4 separate regions of the Sus scrofa genome follow, and regions 2, 3 and 4 are each linked to region 1. Evidence: chromatin contacts called from public promoter capture Hi-C data. All regions are on one chromosome and are shown on one strand. The core of a region is the stretch at or near the end of the contact, and the rest is flanking DNA. Distances in the headings are between cores, read along the strand shown.

The links. Promoter capture Hi-C pulls out the DNA fragments that hold promoters and counts their contacts.
Region 2: a contact with region 1 is called in a promoter capture Hi-C map of liver, with 10 times the contacts expected there. The contact joins the enhancer-like site here to the promoter of UGCG in region 1. A contact is called at or near these places in 3 of 5 promoter capture datasets (fetal liver, fetal skeletal muscle and liver), 22 of 47 Hi-C or Micro-C datasets (alveolar macrophages, embryonic fibroblasts, fetal heart ventricle and 11 more) and 2 of 2 datasets of contacts at active chromatin or transcription factors (alveolar macrophages and skeletal muscle).
Region 3: a contact with region 1 is called in a promoter capture Hi-C map of liver, with 3 times the contacts expected there. The contact joins the enhancer-like site here to the promoter of UGCG in region 1. A contact is called at or near these places in 3 of 5 promoter capture datasets (fetal liver, fetal skeletal muscle and liver), 8 of 47 Hi-C or Micro-C datasets (embryonic fibroblasts, liver, mesenteric adipose tissue and 3 more) and 2 of 2 datasets of contacts at active chromatin or transcription factors (alveolar macrophages and skeletal muscle).
Region 4: a contact with region 1 is called in a promoter capture Hi-C map of liver, with 2.5 times the contacts expected there. The contact joins the enhancer-like site here to the promoter of UGCG in region 1. A contact is called at or near these places in 2 of 5 promoter capture datasets (fetal skeletal muscle and liver), 4 of 47 Hi-C or Micro-C datasets (embryonic fibroblasts, liver and skeletal muscle) and 2 of 2 datasets of contacts at active chromatin or transcription factors (alveolar macrophages and skeletal muscle).

The regions. Positions count from the first base shown.
Region 1 is chr1:252,650,122-252,653,383 of Sscrofa11.1, forward strand. It overlaps UGCG (ceramide glucosyltransferase), which reads left to right and starts at 1,729. Exons shown (of 8, transcript XM_021067532.1): 1 at 1,729-2,276. The coding sequence starts at 2,179.
Region 2 is chr1:252,851,340-252,854,601 of Sscrofa11.1, forward strand. All of the region lies in intron 12 of SUSD1 (sushi domain-containing protein 1), which reads right to left. Among named protein-coding and RNA genes, the nearest start is that of SUSD1, 100 kb to the right of the region's middle. Within about 2 kb of position 1,607, at least 34 of the 83 cell types and tissues checked have an H3K27ac peak or open chromatin away from gene starts, as enhancers often do. A contact at or near this core is called in alveolar macrophages, fetal liver, fetal skeletal muscle and 4 more, where this site is marked.
Region 3 is chr1:252,830,419-252,833,680 of Sscrofa11.1, forward strand. The region is part of intron 14 of SUSD1 (sushi domain-containing protein 1); the gene reads right to left. Among named protein-coding and RNA genes, the nearest start is that of SUSD1, 120 kb to the right of the region's middle. Within about 2 kb of position 1,468, at least 9 of the 83 cell types and tissues checked have an H3K27ac peak or open chromatin away from gene starts, as enhancers often do. A contact at or near this core is called in liver and retroperitoneal adipose tissue, where this site is marked.
Region 4 is chr1:252,798,142-252,801,403 of Sscrofa11.1, forward strand. No RefSeq gene overlaps it. Among named protein-coding and RNA genes, the nearest start is that of UGCG, 150 kb to the left of the region's middle. Within about 2 kb of position 1,665, at least 3 of the 83 cell types and tissues checked have an H3K27ac peak or open chromatin away from gene starts, as enhancers often do. A contact at or near this core is called in liver, where this site is marked.

The sequences.
Region 1 (3,262 bases), core at 479-2,978:
AGCATTTAAAAAATTCCACTTGTTGGGAGTTACTGTCATGGCTCAGGGGAAATGAATCTGTCCAGTACCCATGAAGACACAGGTTTGATCCCTGGCCTTGCTCAGCAGGTTAAGGATCTGGTGTTTCTGTGAGCTGTGCGTAGGTCATAGACTCAGCTTATATCTGGCATTGCTGTGGTTGTGGTGCAGGCCAGCAGCTACAGTTCCGATTCAACCCCTAGCCTGGGAACCTCCATACACTGCGGGGGTGCAGCCCTAAAAAGACAAAAAAAAAAAAAAAAATTCCACTTGTAGTGTTATTTCCATGCTGGTGTACTATCCTGCTATAACTTTATCAACCGGTTAACTCTCAACAATGGAAATTTGGTTTCTAAACGTTCTTCTTTCCTATTGACTTTATCCAGGTAAAACAATGAGTACAGCAAATCCCGGATTGGTTCTCAAGGCAGGCATTCATTTAAACTCCTTTCTGCTTGTAGTTTATCATCTAATTGTAGATTGAGGTAGCTCATTTGATCAACATTAATTCTAATAAATAGCAGTAATAAAAATAAACAGCCTCTTTTCAAAACTGAATTCAATTCTGAAATCTCTCAAGGGAAGCCATGGATTATTTAAAAGGAAATCACTTGACATAATAAACATTGTCTAAACATAAAAACAATGGTGAAACTATATAAACTCATCTAGGCTAAAGAAACAAACAGAAACATTTAGTGGTAGATAAAAACATCTCCCTGAACTGATTTAAAATTAAGATAAACACTAAGTCACCTTACTATCCAAAATGCTACATCTTTCCATTTTAGTGCAGTGCTCTCCAACTGTGTAATTTATTAATTTTTTACCTTCACTTTCTTTTTATCTGTGTAATTAAAATTTTTCCAGTAGCTAGCTAAATTTAAAAAGTAAAACACTGAAATAATTTGAATACTTTAACTCAATATATCAAAACTATCGTTTCAACATGTAATCAACATAAAATTAAGGAGATGTCTTTGATACCGGCATATGATTTACACTCAAAATACATTTCAATTCCTACTAACCTCATGTTAAGGCTCAGTAGCCACCTATGGCTATCATATTGGGCAGGAACCTTAAGGAACTTCAATATTAGCTGATTCTTTACATTCTGAGTTTGACAATTTCTTGTATGTTACACGCTGTCTCTAAGGTACTTAGAGATCTGTGAAGTAGGAGATTATTTTCACGATCCCTTGTGGTCCAAGACGCCACAAGCATTAAAAGCAGCGAGGGAGGAATGCAATGGGACACCCCAGCGCCCAGGAACGTGGCTTGGAGGAGGGCCTAAGCGGCTCTGAGCAAGGACCGGCGCAGAGGCTGTGGACACAGCATTGGGGAGTTGGTCTGCGAGACGGCTCGGGGGCCCCCCTGGAACCCCAGGTCTTTTCCTGGGCGCCCTGGAACACCAGAGTCGGACAAAGGGAAAGCAGTCTCTGAGCTGGACACAGGGCTCCGCTTCACCGACAGAGGACAGCCCAGGACTGCAGGGCTGGCCTTCCCGCGCGCCTCCGCCGGACGCAGAGAGGTGGGCGGCGGCCGGAACCCGGAGCTGGGGTAAAGCCCCGCCCGCCTCTGGCGGCAGAAGCCACCCAGGGGCGCGCTCACGACCGTGACGCTACGGGCGCGAGGGCGGTGGGGTGGGCGGAGAGGAGCCGCATGCACCGCCCCTCGGAGGGCCGGGGCGGGGCGGGGTGCACCAGGGAGTCGGGGCGCCACCGCGGGTTTCGATTAGTGCTCGGAGCTGCGGCGGCTGAGCAGGGCTCGGATCTGTGCTGCCAGGAGCCCAGCCACTAGGCTGCGGGAAGGCGGAAGGGGCAGCGGCGGAGGGGGCGTAGGCGCGCAGGGTCCGGCCCGCGGCGCCGAGGCGGGGGAGAGGCGAGCCGGAGCGTGGGGCCACGGCCTCCCTGATCACTGAGCCCGGCCACCGCAGCGCCTGTAGCCGCGAGCGCGCCCAGGCCAGCGCGCGGGCGAGTGCGCGCGGGCGGGGGCGCGCAGGCCCTGCCCGCCCCTTCCGTCCCCACCCCCTCCTCCCCTTCCTCTCCCCACCTTCCTCTCCCCTTCTGCGCCCCCGCGCCGGGCGCCCACCCTGTCGTCCTCCTACGGGAGCGCTGTCCGCGGCGGCGGCCGGAGCGGGCCGGGCCGGGCCGGGGGATGGCGCTGCTGGACCTGGCCCTGGAGGGAATGGCCGTCTTCGGGTTCGTCCTCTTCTTGGTGCTGTGGCTGATGCATTTCATGGCCATCATCTACACGTGAGTGAGGGGCAACCGGAGGAGCCCGTAGCGGGGGTCGAGGCCTCGGCGACCGGCGAGAGTAGACAGGATTTCGCTTTGGAAGGAATTGGGCTCGGATAAGGGTGGAGGAAGCTAATTCTCAGACTCTTCCTTCCATTCCCTCTCCCCTTGGACCAGCTGGGGCGGCGGGGGCGGGAGGGGGGGTTCCTTGGGAGAGAAAAGTGGCAAGTGAGGGGGTGGTTGGGCTGCCGACGACTGCACAGCCAGGGGAAAGGAGGCTGTGCTCTTTTTACGAGTCGAGCGGAAGGCTGCTTGACTGTGTTGGGGGTTCGTGTGATTTTTCATCTGGGCCAAATGTATGGTGTATTGTTTGGTTGGTTTTTTTCTCTCGACCTGGGCCATATTTCTATTATGGTAATAATCGTTTCCACTCTTCTGGGAGCGGCATTCAGCCACCTGGAAACCTCCCTGTGGATTTTCTTCTTCCTGGAAGAGCTCTATGCCTTTAGATAGGTGTGAAGCACCTGTCCACCTTGGAAAATGTCACCAAGCCTCTGAGCTGGCGTTATAGCCTGGAGTCTTGTCAGCTTGTACATTTCAGTGTGGTTTTCTCTCCCCCCCCCCAAGTCTTTATTTATTGTCTTGGTTAGATTTGTGTGTCTCCCCCCCCCCAACACCTTTTCATTAGATGCCATTCACTGGGGACACAGTGGCAAGCACGACAGAATTCCTGTCCTCGTGGAGCTTACATGCCAGAAGGGAAAGACAGATAATAATTGAATAAGGTTATTTCGGATATTCTTGAAGACTGAATAAAATAAAACCGGATAAAGGAATGAATATGACATAGCGTGTGCAGCTACTTTTGATATTTCAGTTGTTTAAATATCTTTAAAATGAAGAAAGCCTTCGTAAGGAAATGAAAGAATTGGCATAGAGCACATTGCTCTTGGATTCGCCGGATTTTTTAGCCAGAGAAATAGATGATTGTGGATAGTTACCTT
Region 2 (3,262 bases), core at 357-2,856, 200 kb after region 1:
TCCTGCATTGCTACAGTTTCAGCTCGGGTCACAACTGTGGCTTGAGTCATGACCGTGGCTTGGATCTGATCCCTGGCCCAGGAACTCCATATGCCTTGGGGTGGCCAAAAACAAAGAAAAAAAAAAGAAGAAAAAAAAAGGAATATTGAAAAGAAAATTAAATAGTAGATAACCTCAGGGGTGTGTGTATTATGTCTATCAAAAAGATTCATATCCATTAATGTAGCCAAACTATTAAAATTGATGAGAAGGAGGTAACAGAAGCTCAAATGTGTTAAAAATTCCTCTAAAACCCATTAAAATGAACAAAAAGGACCACAAGTAGAAGAGAATTGTATTGAAACCAAATCTAAACAGAGGCCATGACCTCATGCTATGACCTTCAAGTAAATGCAAGGGCCTAACACGATTAAATACATAAAAATAAAGACACCCTAATGGTTCTTTTCTAATCTCGGGCACCTCCCCAGATAGACCATGCCTCCCCCACCCCCATTTAAGGCAGGATAAATTGAAAATGATGCCAGTGGAGGAGTTCCTGTTGTGGCTCAGATGTTAACGAAGCCGACTAGAATTCAGGAGGATGCAGGTTCAATCCCTGGCCTTGCTCAGTGGGTCAGGGATCCAGCATTGCCATGAACTTTAGCGTAGGTCGCAGACACCACTCGGATCTTGAGTTGCTGTGGCTGTGGTGTAGGCTGGCAGCTACAGCTGCCCCCTAGGGTGGGAACTTCCATATGCTGTGGGTATAGCCCTAAAAAGACAAAAGAGAAAGAAGGAAGAAAGGAAGGAAGGAAGGAAGGAAGAAAGAAAGAAGGAAAGAAAGAAAGAGAGAGAGAGAGAGAAAAGAAGGAAGGAAATGATAGCAATAGAGAAAATGGGGCTTACGCCATAAGTCACCAGGTAAGGCAAGGGTAGCTACATCTCCACTATCAAGGTGATGAGACTTGGCCTCCCAGGGAGGAGGAACCAGACTTTTTTTTATCTTTATCTCCCCTTCAGCCCTGAGCACCCATCTCTGTACATAACCCATCAATAGATATTTGCTGAATTAAATTGTGAAGTCACAGCATACCCTTCCCCAACTCCTACAACATGGAAACCCAGGCTTTTAGGCATCTGATATAAAGAAACTTTCCCATTCATATTTTGTTTTAACAAAAAAAAAAAAAGGTAACATTAATATAAGAAAATAACACCGCAGCCCTGTGGTGTACCACCTTGTCTCAGTGCACCCTGCAGTGGGATGCTTTCAATGAGAGGGGCAGGGAGACATCTGCTCCCCTGCCCCAACACCTGCTCCCCTTCCTGGAGGGGTTGGGGCTTGATTTGAAGCCGGAAAGTAGCTGGGAGATTTCAGGGGACGAGAGAGAGAGGCAGCCTGTGTAGGATGGAAGGACGTGTGGCTCTCTCCTAGCCTGAACTAATATTAGGTCCTCAAATGTCAAAGAACCTGTGTCCGTGAAAGATTGAGAGCATCTGGACCAAGAGGGAAGCAGCTGGGATGAAGGCCAGCCCCTCTCCGGACCTCTGGGACAGCTTCTGCCTGCTGGGAGCCAGGGGGACCAGCAGGAAAACATTGGAGACAGGATTTTCACTGAGGACACAGCAGAGCCCTGTCCTCGGATGGTCTGTGGAAGAGAGGTCCACAGCAGAAGAACTCAAGAAACCTGGTCCTGTCCCGGTCCTTCCTGAAATGGGAAAATTCCCACCTATGCTGCCAGCCCTGGCACTGAAGACAGACTGGGGAAGGAATGATTTCCTTCACTTTATTGATTTCCCTTTTTCCCTCCAGCATCCTTGGTACCAGAAGAAACCTTCAACCTCAAATAATCACCCTGTTGTGCAGAACAAGTGGTTAAGTTTTTTTGGAGGTTTCCAGGCTAGGGGTCCATTCAGAGCTGTTGCTGCCAGCCTGCAGCACAGTCACAGCAACGCCGGATCCTTAACCCACTGAGCGAGGCCAGGGATCGAACACACCACCTCATGGTCCTAGTCGGATTTGTTTCCACTGCACCACGATGGGAACTCTGAAAGTGGTTAATCTTTACCTTCATGCAGGCATGTGCCTTCTCCCCGCCCTCACCCGCCCCCACCCCATTTCCTCCTCTCTGCTTCTCTCCCAGTTTCAATGAGAAGAAAATTTTGCCTACAGGCTTTTTGACTTTGCTAGAAGAGAGCATGACCAGTGTACGACAGTGCTTCTGACCCTTTGGGTTTGTTTGTTCTTCCCCTGGACCTAAAGACAGTCCAACTGGTAGGGCTATTCTGAAGAATTCCCATCAGTGCACTGCCTTCGGGAGCACATGAGCCCTGAGTCAGAAGCACGGTAATAACATCTCCATCTCACCACCCTTCGCGCCAGCACCCTCTTCCGTTTTCACGGCAACACTTGCCTCTGTCCTTCAACATTCCAAAAACTTTCACTCTCCTCTGAGGTCAGCAATATATTTAAAGTGCTCGTTTGCATCCTGTTTCCCATCAGTAAGATTTAGTTGAATGTAAGACACTCAGGAGGGAAATTCCATTCACACTTTTTCTGGAAAATCAGCCACTGCAGATTCCAGGTCCAAATCCCTTGCCTCACATTTCTGGTAAAATTCAAAAGCTCACCGTTTGACTGAAAACAAAGCCACATCTTAGGCAGCTAGGCATACCTCCTCATATCAATATATAAGGCTCTTTTATTTGAGAGGGCTTGGGCGCTGTTCTTGTTTTGTTTGGTTGTCTACCTTTTACTAAGATCTTAACAAGTTGAATTTTCACTTTTTTTTTTTCTTTTTAGGGCAGAACCTGGGGCGTATGGAGGTTCCCAGACTATGGGTCTAATCAGAGCTGTAGCTGCCACAGCAAGGGAGATCGGAGCCACATCTAAGACTTATCATGGCAACGCTGGATCCCCAACCCACTGAGCAAGGCCAGGGATCAAACCCGAAACCTCATGGTTCCTAGTCAGATTCTTTTCCGCTGCGCCACGATGGGAACGCCCTATTTGCACACTTTTTAAAAACTGCAAATTCTTTAAGGTAGGGCAGATTTGAAAAAGAGGCAGTCAAGGTCTCAATGAATGCAAACAGCTCAACAGTGCCCCCTGGTGGCCATGAGCACAGGCACAGGGTGCTTGGGCTGCAGAGCTTTATTTAGCCTACAAAGGCAGGCAGACATAAGTGTCTCATCACTCCCTCTCCCCAGCTCAAAAAATATCAAATGCTAACGTGAGCCAGCAATGCAAGCTATCCAAACATGAGAAGGACCAAAGAGG
Region 3 (3,262 bases), core at 218-2,717, 180 kb after region 1:
TCCTTCCTGTGAACTTAATCACAGACTGTAGTCCGCCCCTGGGCCATTTCTTCTACCCAATTTGAGTTTGTTAATCAGACCAAACAGCTGCTGAAGCAGTGGGTTCTGGAAGCTATTGTTTCTGTGCCTCTCCAGGATGCTTGCACCTCTCCATTCTTCTGATAAAAGCACCTCTTTTCCCTGTGGGAACTCCATGTCCGCCCTTCAAGCTTTTGGGAATGGACTGGCAGAAAAATTTCCAAGTGTCAGATGGGTGACTGTTTCTTGCGGTCATCAGTCAGTTCCAAGAAAGGAAGCCTAGCCGATCTGTATGCAGACACGCAACAGCACCCATCTTCGTGGGAGAGGCCCTCACTTACTGTGCTGCGTGAAATACGTCAGAGAAAAACATAGACTGTACGACCTCCCTTGCATGTGGGATCTAAAAAAGCAGAATTCATAGAAATAGAGAGTCCAATGGTGGTTACTAGGGACTAACGGGTGAGGGAAATAGGCAGATGCTGATCAAAGTGTACAAACGTCCAGTCGTAATACAAACAGGTTCTGGGCAGCTAATGTACAGCGTGGTGACTAGAGTTAACGATACTGTACTGTATACTGAAAAGCTGCCAGGGGAGTAGATTGTCAACATTCACACATGCGCACATGTACTATATACAAAAACACATATCCATGTACCTTATGCGTATTACATATGCATGGGGAGTATGTGAGGAGATGGAAGGATGAATTAATCTTCCTGCGGCAGTCATGTTGCAATATACGTGTGAATCAAATCATCACGTGGTACCTCTTAAACTCACCCAACGTTACGTGTAAATTATTTTCTCAAAAACACCTGAGAGAGCGCGAGCACCGCGCTCCCCGCCGAGCGGTCTGCAATCCAAGATGGCTGACAGGCTGACAGGAACGCCCCTCGACCAGCTGAAAAGCCATGTTCCCTACCCTTGTTGAGGCTGGTGGGAGTAGAGATAAACAGCTGAGAAATGATGCTAGGGGATAAGCAAAGGAATGAAGGAAGCCTAGTTCTCCACATTGCTCCCAAACATTTCCTGCGAGGTACCCTCCCCTGACAGGGTAACAAGCCCCCAGTTGTAAGGCCCCACTCCCTGGCGCCCGCCTGGAAGCTGGGTTATGTGGGCCTTTCCTCATCCCCCTATTTTCATTGCTTTCTGCTGCTCTGAGGCAAGGGACAGGATGTGAGGAGTTAAAGTGATACTCTGGGCTAAGAGCCGAATTCCCCAGGCTGTTGCTAGGAGGAATGAACCACCAGGAAAAGGTCAGGATTCAGAAGGTCATAAACTTGACCTGATTTCTGGTCTTAGCTACAAATTAATGGAATTCTTATGAACCAAATCCAGTGGCAGGTTGCCTGCTGGTTTTAAGAAATGTGCTGCCAGGGAAATCCCAGCCTGGCAAACAAGGACCTGTGATTGCTCAACCCCTAAGGCAGCTCCCCGACCTGGATCACCACCCGGGAAAGCAGAAGCAGGGCTCCTCCCCACGGCATCTCTCAGGGGAGACTCGGAGGAAAGGGACGCAGGTGCTGCCCCATCAGGCAGAGCCCGAAGCCACCAACCTGACAGACCAAGCGACCCATTTGGCTGGCAGGGCAAGAGATGCTTGCTTTTCCTGTCCAGAAGGATGTGGTCCTTGCTGTGGGTCCTCGGACCGCTGCAATGTTCTTTTATCTTTTCCTCCTTTCCAAATGCATGTACTTCTTGTGATGATCCACTTTTCCCTTTCATCTTATAGACTGTGGTTTGAGAATGGTTACATTTGCCATTTGGTCTGGACTGCCAGACCATCATGAGAAGCACATCTAGATCAGACCAAGAGGGATGGGTCAGCCCTGGGAACCTTGGTCTGGGCACTGGATTTAGTAACAGACCCACCTTTGAGGTGTCTTCCCCTCGGGTTCCACTTTTGGTTATATGGAGGACAGGTCCACTTTCTTAACGGAGGGTCTTTTTCTCAGCAGTGTACGTGCCTGTGTGTGCACATGCTAAGCAGCCGCATGGCTGAGAGGAGTGGACTATTTGTAGCTCTTTGCTCGGGTCTGCCAGCAGGGTTTTCTATGCCTCTTTCCCTGATGGGGATCAAGTCCCCTTCTCAGTGCAACCCCGGTACACTTGCCAATGAGGCATCCCAGGAAGCCCCAAACCCAAGGGAAGCAGATCATGCGACCCTATCTCCTCCAAACAGGGATTCACCCAATGGACAGTCACTTACCTAGGGGATGAGACTCCCTAAAGTGAAAAACTGTCTGTTCCCACTGAACTGGCTAAGCTGGGGCAGCTGGTGCCTATTCTTCCCCGCCACATAGCTTATAGAAGAAGAAAATGAGGCCAAGTCACACTGAGAAACAGAGAGAGGAGGCAAGATAGAAAGGGAGACTCTCGGAGTCCCTGGAAGCCTAGTGGGTAAAGGATTAGCATTCTCACTGCTGTGGCTCAGGTGTGGGTTTGATCCCTGGCCCAGGAACTTCCCCATGCCGTGGGCACAGCCAAAAAAAAAAAAAAAAAAAAAAAAAAAAAAAAAAAAAGGAAGAAAGAAAGAAAGGGAGAGTCCTATGTTCCACTTAAGGTGTTAAGTCTCAAGTCCCAGGTCCTGGAGGCCTGGAACCGTCCCTTTAGTTAGTTTGTTTTTTAGTTTTTAGGGCACCTGCGGCATATGGAAGTTCCCTGGCTAGGAGGTAAATCAGAGTTGCAGCTGCCGACCTCCGCCACAGCCAGAGCAATGTGGGATCTGAGCCGCACCTGCAACCTACACTGCATCTCAAGGCAACACCACATCCTCAATCCACGGAGTGAGTCCAGGGATCGAACCCATATCCTCATGGATACTATTCAGGTTCATAACCACTGAACCACAACGGGAACTTCTGACCCCTCTAGTTTTGATACCACAAGCTCCCACTCCCATCCTTTCCAGCTATGGCTTTTTGTGGGTTAGTGTGAGATATGTTTCTGTCACCTGTGACTATTTTTCTTTGTTTGGTTTTTGGCCAGGCCCATAGCATGTAGAAGTTCTCAGACCAGGGATCAAACCTGAGCCACAGCAGTGACCCGAACCACAAGCCACGAGCAGTGACAACACTGTGTCCTTAACCTGTTGAGCCCCCAGGGAACTCCCTGTGACAATTTGAAAAGAAATTTCATGACATATACTTGCTGCTGCAGATTGGACAGAGGAGAAATAAGGATCGTGGTTTTAGGCAGAAAATGGTTTTACCTTTGACCTGAGCCCAAACCGCACAGGA
Region 4 (3,262 bases), core at 415-2,914, 150 kb after region 1:
TCTGGCGTTGCCATGACCTGTGGTGTAGCTCGCAGACAGGGCTCGAATCTGGCGTGACTGTGGCTGTGGTGTAGGCCCACAGCTACAGATCCGATTAGACATCTAGCCTGGGAATCTCCATATGCTGAGGGTGCAGCCCTAAAAGACGAAAGACACAAAATAAAATAAAATTTGGCTTCTTGTGGGTTTTCTCCCCCTATAATTTAATTATATACATTAAATCTTCTATAATTTTTTCTCTCCGTGTCTATTAGAGCTTTAAATCTCTATTATTATGTATTACTAACATTTTGCTCAAACTGTCGTTTGTGACTTTGATTTTGACTTGTGACTTTGAGTCGTCTTTCACTTTGGTTTGGATGTTTTTCAATATACAAAACAATATTTTTAAGGTAGTCTACCACACTGATGATTTCTGTTATAAATTCTAGGCTTTCTGATTTCTCCCCTTTTCCAAGCTGATGCTCTTCCCGGCAGGGAGCCTCAACCCTACTGGGCATCGTTGATATCTTTAATCTGGTAATTGAGTGGGAAGCAGGACAAAGGAAAATGTCTTAAAGCCCAGAGAAGATTTGCATGTTTGTAACCAAAATGAAGGAGTCAGTGGAAAGAGACTGACAATTGAAATCCACATCTACCAAAGGCTTACAAACATCCATTAAATTCTTCCCAAAAGAACTAAAATAACACAACTATTAGAAAATAATGCAATTATCAGAATTAGTTTCAGGCACTATGCAATGTTGTATTGCCATTGAGACTTGCTGTGGTCTGGAGTTCCCATCGTGGCGCAGTGGAAACGAATACGATTAGGAACCACGAGGTTGCGGGTTCAATCCCTGGCCTAGCTCAGCGGGTTAAGGATCCGGCGGGCGCGTTGCCATGAGCTGTGGTGTAAGTTGCAGATGCGGCTTGGATCCCGAGTTGCTGTGGCTCTGGCATAGGCTTGGCAGCTACAGCTCCGATTGGACCCCTAGCCTGGGAACCTCCATATGCCGCAGGAGCAGCCCAAGAAATGGCAAAAAGACAAAAAAAAAAAAAAAAAAAAAAAGATAGGACCGATGATTCTACCTAACCTTTGCCTCTTCCCTTTTATTCTGCTTCAGAGAGGATTATGGCTAAACCTGCACCCTGGGGCTCTGGGGCAGTGAATTTCAAACTTGGCTGCACATTAGAGTTACCTGAGGACGTTTTAAAAAAAAATCTCAAAGCCCAGGTGGCATGCCATGTCACTTAAATCAGAGTCATGAGAGACTTCAGCCTCCGTATTTGTAAAAGCTTCCCAGATGATTTCAATGTGCAGTAAAGATTGCGGATCACTGATCTGGGGCTTCAGAATCAGGTGACAAGGTCATGCTGTTTTCTGAAATTGGGACACGTGAGCTTTGGCAAGTTCTTGTGTGAAGAAATATTAGAGGCAGATGACCAAGACTCTGTCATGGGATGGAATATGGTCTCTGCAAACCCGTTTACTTAGAATGTCCTTCCAAATAAAATGTTATTGATACTTTGAATATTGGGGGGTGGTGAGGGGTGTCTAACAAGGACAGGAATCAGAAAAGCACAAGAGCGTTTGCATAATGAGGTGCTTTGGTCACTGTGCAGGGGAAAAAATGGTTAAAATATCATAGGAAATGAAAGGGAAGCTACTTCTGATGTGGAATTGAATGCGAGAATTTAATTACCATGAACAAGAAAGGAGTCATTCTTTTAGTAGTTTCCTAGGAAGCAAACTCATTTATCTTTCAATTTTCTCAGCGGTTGGAATGCTGTTTAAAACAATTGCCAAGAGGCATTTAAAAATTAACTGTACTCCAAATTGTTTGGATAGATAAGCACCTAGAACAAACTTCACACCCACCTTAAAATCAAAGTTTCCAAAACTAAAATATATTTATTGGGAAACAAAAGGAGTCATACTGAAACCTGAAAAAAAAAAAAAAATGGAACACTTAGGTGTCAGCTGAGAAGCAAAAAAGAAGTAGTTGCTAGTGTTTGATTTTCATTCCTAGGGGTCAGTCCTTTTGTGATCTCTTAACAAGAGAATAGGAAATTGAGTTTATCATCCAGAGGCTCCTCTATAAAGGAAATAATTTTTTGCTTGTCCGTAATTGTGTGTACCAAAAAATTCCAAATGTAAGATTTAGAGGACAAGGACCTGGGTTAGAATTTCAGTTCTTCAAGGTATCAATTAATGACCTTGGGTGGTGACTTAGCTGCTTCTAAACCTCAGTTTTACCTTTAAAGTAGGGATAGTGAGAAGTTCTCTTGTGGTGCAGCGGGGTAAGGATCTGGCACTGTCACTGCAGCAGCTTGGGTCGCTGCTATGGCACGGGTTGGACCCCTGGCCTGAAAACTTCCATATGCCATAGGCAGGGCCAATAAAATAAAATAAAATAAAATATATCAGGATAACGATTATGACCATGATACTTAATACCTATGACGTAGGTTGTTTACAGAGTGCATAGCTCCATGCCTAGCATCAGATAAGCATTCAATAAATGGTGATCATCCCTCTAGCCACATCCTATTTATAAACTAAGAGACTCAGAGAAATGTCCCTATCTGTCACTACCTGCTATATAAAGCTCATACAGAAACAACTGAAAGGTTTGGCCATTAATAAAAGACATGTCTTGGGGCTGGTGGGGTAGATTAGCAGGGGACGTGGGTCACCCAGCTGCCTGTCCTTTTAATGGAAATTTTAAAAAGTAGTTGTTGGAAATGTTTACTAAAGTGATCCTGACTCCTGTCCCCTTGGCCTTCTGGGATTTGGGGGCAAGAGCAGTCAGGTGCAATCACCTGAACAGACAGAGCAGTGAGCTGGGCTCTCCCTTGGGACTCATGGTTTGGTGTGAAGATTAGCACAAATAAAGTAATAAAGAGGGTGATTGCAGGAAAAAAAACAAACCCCACGTGGCTTCATTTAGAGATGCACCATTTTTATTTTTTATTTTTTATAATAATTTTTATCTTTTCCATTATAGCTGGCTTACAGTGTTCTGTCAATTTTCTACTGTACAGCAAGGTGACCCAGTCATACATACATGTATACATTCTTTTTTCTCACATTATTATGCTCCATCATAATTGACTAGATATAGATCCCAGGTTAAGCAGGATCTCATTGCCTATCCATTCCAAAAGCAGTAGTTTGCAACTATTAACCCCAAGTCCCCAATCCATCCCACTCCCTCCCTTTCCCCTTGGCAACCACAAGTCTGTTCTCCAAGTCCATGAGTTTCTTTTCTGTGGAACG